Linked DNA regions of Triticum aestivum: region 2 is linked to region 1. Evidence: chromatin contacts called from public Hi-C data. All regions are on one chromosome and are shown on one strand. Each heading gives the region's core, a stretch centred on a gene start, on an enhancer-like site or on the middle of the called end of the contact. The rest is flanking DNA. Distances are from core to core; before and after follow the strand shown. Region 1 holds the start of LOC123091306 (NAC domain-containing protein 71). Region 2 has its middle 63 kb from the start of LOC123094569.

Region 1 (2,700 bases), core at 168-2,667:
GGCGACGGCGAGGACAGCGCGCGCTCCGAGGAGCTGGAGTCCGTGTGCAGGCGCGGCATGGAGTGGTTCGAGTTCGAGTCCCGGTCCGCCGACCCGGACCGGTCGAAGCAGAGCATCTCCGTGGCCGGCGGCGACGGCTGCTGGTAGAACCCGTAGTCGGACAGCTCGACCTTCATCGCTGGCCCAGCGTGGTACTGGCCTTGCCGCGGGATCTTGGCAGCCGGCGGCGGCGCCGGCTTAACGTCGGCGACGTCGGAGTCCGGCGTGTCGTACCGCTCGATGACGCCCTTCTTGTTGTAGATTCGGCAGAGCACCCAGTCATCCAGCTGCAAAGATCAGGAGGAGAAAAGTCTCAGCGACGGCGATAGATCGATCGAGCAAGATTTTTTATTTGAAAAGTAACTAAAGCTAGTGTACGTGTACGTGGACGGGAGATGGGGAGGGCGGGCGATGAGGCGGGCGCCGTTGTCTCCATCCCGTGGTGCGTGAGCCATGACGCCATGCGACCGCCGCAATTGCTTTCCGCACGTCGCTGCCAAACTACAGGCTGTGACGAAAGGGACAACTTGAGCGTGCTGCAACTTTGACCCTTTTCCCTTGTTCTTTTTCGCATGGCCACGACGCACCTAACCTGCCAATTGACTTTTCTAAAGCTAAAATACAGCTTGCTATTTCAAGAAAGATCTCTCGCTTGATTTCTATACTAAATGCACGGTAAATCTCTCGCTAATGCTAAAATAGGAAGGGATTAAACGAGACAGCCAAGCATCAGCGCAGACTGACAGAGAGGGGACGGGGGCGGTGGGCAGGCAGGCAAGGTGGTTACCCTGAGAGCGTTGTTGGACTTCTTGCGGGCGGCGGCGGAGCGGTCGACGTCGGCGAGGCGGTACTCGTGCATGATCCAGTTGGTCTTGACGCCCTTGGGGGGCTTGCCGGCGTAGAAGACGAGAGCCTTCTTGATGGCCACGGGGCGCGGCGACCCCACGGGCTTGTCGGCGCCCGTGGCCTTCCAGTACCCGGTCCCGGCGGCGCGGTTCGGCCGCGACCCGTTGGGGTACTTGCGGTCCCGCGGCGAGAAGAAGTACCACTCCTTGGAGTCCGGCCCGCCTCCCGCCGCCTTCTCCGGCAGCCTCCACGGCTCGAACTTGTACAGGTCGACCTCGGCGATCACCGGCGCGGCGATGGGCAGGCCGCCGCACTTGCGGCACAGGTAGTACATCACCAGCTCCTCGTCCGTGGGGTGGAACCTGAACCCCGGGGGCAGCTGGAGAGCGCCGTCGAAGCCGTAGTCCATTCGCGTCCGGTGAACGGGGGGTTGAGCTCGGAGGGAGCGCTCGGGAGATTGGTTATCAGTGAGGCGGCGGCTGGTTCGGCTGATCGGCGGCGGCGGCGGCTCGAGCTTGGGGGGGGGGGGGGAGATTTGGAATGGAACATAAGCTCGCCGTACCTGCCCGTATATATAGGCGGAGGTGCCGACGCGTGTCGACGGGCGGACGGGGAGGGCAAGATGTGACGCACGTGCAAGTTGGGAGAGGAGGGGGCTGGTTGACTGTAGGATTATAGGTCACGTGTCGATCATCGGACGGGCGACGAGACGTGTGAGCCGTCGGATGAAGGCGTGGGGCCAGAGGGGGAGCTCAATTGTCATGGATGACGTCAGCAGTTATGTCGCCGTCTGGGATGGCGAGGGAGCATCCGAGCCCGTGAGATATGACGAGGGCGGTCCGTAGTACTCCTGCCTGTGTGGTGGGGCCCAGGGTTAGGAAGGGAGGCATGTTGCGCGGGGCCCACGAGGTGCTTGCGCCCCTTGGGATAATTGTACGGGTCGTCGAGATTCCCATCGTCCACTTGGTCGATCTCTCAGCTCGTAGGGTAAAAAAAAAAAAAGTGTTTCGTTGCGGATTCCGCGGATTTCAAGTTTAAAACTTGCATCGATCGCCACCGTCGATGATATCTAGGCGCCTTGTGGTCAGCTTTTAGGGTAGGTTAAAATCGTCTTCTGATTGAAATCTGTATTGTCACGTACTCCTAGGCGACTAAGTGCCCGGTAGGTGTAGGTCCCTAGGGTAACTTTTTGGGCAAGTTTAATCTTTCTGCTTTTTTGTGCAATGGTAAATCTAATCTTTCGAAACAGATTTAAACCTCAGCGAGAAGATCGAAAGATATAAAGTAAATTAAAGACACACCCTAAAAAATAAAAAAAAATCTGACGATAATCGAAAGTACTCCACAAAGCACGTCAAGCATAATAAAAAAAATGTATTTTCACCCCTAACCTTAGGCAGCTAGGATAAACTCTCTCCTCCAAGCGTCACCGACGAGCCCGTGGATTCGCCTCTACCCTGCCAGCCGCTCTGGTTGCCGATGGCGGAGAGTAGAACTCCGGTGCCTCTGCTCCAGTGAGTAGTTAAATCAGTGTTTTTTTAGTCCCCGCACACGTGGCGTTTCAGGCGAATGGTGGCGCTTCTTCTTTCTTCCGGGCTCCTCCTTGAGTTCATCTGTGTAGATGCAGTCGACGAAAATACGGCATAGATTCCTGCCGTCTTCTTGGGGCGGCGAGTTTAAGGTTTCTCGTCCTGTCGCGAGATTTGGTGTCATGTGATTCGGATCTATTTAAGGGCTCAATGGCGACAAATGCGGCTCCAGGGCACTGCGCAGTAAGACTTCCGAACTGCCATCGACAAGGTCAAGCCAGCTCTA
Region 2 (2,700 bases), core at 137-2,636, 170 kb after region 1:
TTGCCACCAAATCAGCACAAGTGTTTGTCTTCTAAGCAACACTCATCTATATGTCGACTTGTCTATGTCATCGATCGCTGGTGGGATGTGGACGGGTTCTTGGCAAGGTGCTGTGTACCGTGGAAAAGATCAATCATTCGAGTGTACATCACTGCACCCTTTTCCAATAATGCTTTGTTTTATAACCGTGTTAATAAGTTTGTTTCGTGGTCATTCGCCGCAACTTGCATTCGTGCCTGCAAATATTTTAGTGATCGCGTCTCAAGAAGGGCGGATTGATGTCAGAGTTTTTCTAGACATAAGTTTGCTGGAGTCCAGACTAGCATGATTTTCAGAATATTATTTTTTAAAATAATGGTTGAAACACCGCTTCATGTCCGGGGATGTAAGCTCTTATTTTGTTCGTTGATTGGTTAGGCTCAACAGCGATGAACTTACATTGTTACTTTTGAAGACGTTATCTCTTTGTTGATATGTTGGCCATTGGTGCTTGGTTTCGGCAAAAATCCTGTTTGTCTTTGGCCGGACGTGACGACAACGAGATGAGGACACTAAATCCTTCTTGAAGGTGTTGGTCCGGTAAAAATCAACTTAGTTGCGGGTGTTTATTTCATACCTTGTAATTGTTTAACCGTGATTATCTTCTTTACTCCACTTATTACTAATTAATAAAGGTGATTGTACGCATCACAATGATGCTGAGGCCGGATATTTAACCTAATTTTCAGAAAAGATCTACCAGCGTTCATATTTTGGCACTATTGCTAATACGGCGCTTGATTTGCACATACTCCGTCTGACTCTGAATTGGCTGAGCATGTGCTGACGCCGCATGGCTGTGAACGGCGCCGCAGCAGTCACGCTATCGCCCGGACCCCGTCGAATATATTTTTCATGTACATGAGCTAGGGGGTGAGATACGTGGGGAACCCCCGGAGTTTTTCATCTACGCGGGGAACCGCTCGGGTTTTTCATCTACGTTTCAGTTGGAATGTATAGTATACACTACACAACTGCGTGCATGGCTTGGCTCCCAGATTATCTTTTCTCAAAAAGACGCAGCACCCAGGTCTTGGTGACTGGAGCACGAGCATAAACAATGGCGCGTGACTCGAGTCTGACTCTGAATCGGGGTGCACTAGCGGCGGTGGAATCCGTTGACGGGACCGACGAGGGACCTTGGCGGCCAAGGCAGGAGCACCAAGATTCCAGCGAAGCCGCTGGTGCTAGGAAACAACACAGGGGAACCAGCCGGCGACAAAGCAGGATAAAGAAAGGCGGGATTATGTGGCGACGCGATCGCGATCGAGGGTCTACCTTAACAAGATGGGCGAGCATGTGGGCAACCTCGTTGCCGCGGCCGGGCGGCGACGAGGCGCGGCGTGCGCGCGGGGCCCACCACCCGCGATATGCCGTACGACTTGGGGCCGGGAGCTGTGTGAACCCAGAACCTTGGCATATGCGACGAGTGTAGCAAAATGGTGCTGTATCATATGCGGACTTACCTAGGAGCAGTGAACTTGACTGAACTTCAGAAAGCCTCGGAATTAGACTAGCCACAATGGTGAGTAATATACAGTAGTAACATACATATATCCCTAGACTATGCGATGAGTGGGTAGTAAAATAAGTGTGGTAACATGTAAAGCATCATTTATTAGGTTATAGACCCATATTGCATTGGGGCATGTGATGTTACAGTAACTAGCTAAGTTACTATAACTAGCTAAGTTACTATAACTATCTCTCTCCTCATTAACTCACTGCCACATAAGCAAATTTGCTGAGTTGAACTTGATGTTACTGCTGAAGTTACTCCCACTGTGGCTAGTCTGAAGGCAAGTTTGCGCAAGTGTAGAGGAAGCAGAGGTCTTGGCATGCCTCAATTTTCTTCATTTTTTTTCTACAATGCATTAACATGCCAAACATCATCGAGGCATAATGGGCATGTGGTCATCCAAGGCAATATTGGATGGCAACAGGTCTAATGGTCCATGCTTGCGGTGAACATGTCCATTTTTAAGAGTTCAAAGTAGTCAATACAGAAAACAAAGATCACAACCATAACCTGTTGGTAATAAGGTTACATGACACATGCGCATAACCTGTTAATGGCTCACCAGGCAAACCGGTTCAATAAATCGGGTGCTATTGTTTCCAAAAAGTTGCACCCAAAGATTATATGCTCCCGAACGTCCACATACTAAAGTAATGACCATGTAAGATTCATGTTGTAGCCTGTAGGCCTAAAGACGGCATGTTTCTTTAATATGTATTTGTTCTGTTAACGACGCAGTCGTTCCACCGATTTCAAATTGCCCACAACAAGGCACAAAGTATCTTCCACCCGAAAATGTCCCTTAAGTTTTGGTTGAGTAACCGTGTTACACATGTGGTAAGCAATCCAAACTATTGGAAGATAAAAAGGAGTATCGATTGAGCATATGTCAACCAATACCCAAGCAGATTTGGTATACGTGTAGGAGGTGGCTCGTACGCCAAATTAGAGTGGCAAACATGCAAGATAGAGAAAAGATGGTGAATTTGTTTCTTCTTGATCAGAAATGTTTTACAACCTCACCGGTTTCTTTTCACTAGATTATTTTTACAAAGATGAGGGGGTTGGAGGATGATGACGAGATTGTAGGTTCTGCAAGGCAGGGCAAGAATGTAAAGGACAAACACCCCCATAATTTTGCG

What was found. Hi-C and Micro-C count contacts between places; a contact is called where the count stands out from the background.
Region 2: a Hi-C map of an unstated tissue shows a contact between it and region 1, with 6 times the contacts expected there. The contact joins the enhancer-like site here to the promoter of LOC123091306 in region 1. A contact is called at or near these places in 3 of 5 Hi-C or Micro-C datasets (leaf and an unstated tissue) and 1 of 1 datasets of contacts at active chromatin or transcription factors (leaf).

Annotation. Positions count from the first base shown.
Region 1 is chr4B:106,012,511-106,015,210 of IWGSC CS RefSeq v2.1, forward strand. It overlaps LOC123091306 (NAC domain-containing protein 71), which reads right to left and starts at 1,418. Exons shown (of 2, transcript XM_044512782.1): 1 at 827-1,418; 2 at 1-326. The coding sequence starts at 1,294.
Region 2 is chr4B:106,184,570-106,187,269 of IWGSC CS RefSeq v2.1, forward strand. No RefSeq gene overlaps it. Among protein-coding and RNA genes, the nearest start is that of LOC123094569, 63 kb to the right of the region's middle. Within about 2 kb of position 1,387, at least 3 of the 8 cell types and tissues checked have an H3K27ac peak or open chromatin away from gene starts, as enhancers often do. A contact at or near this core is called in leaf, where this site is marked.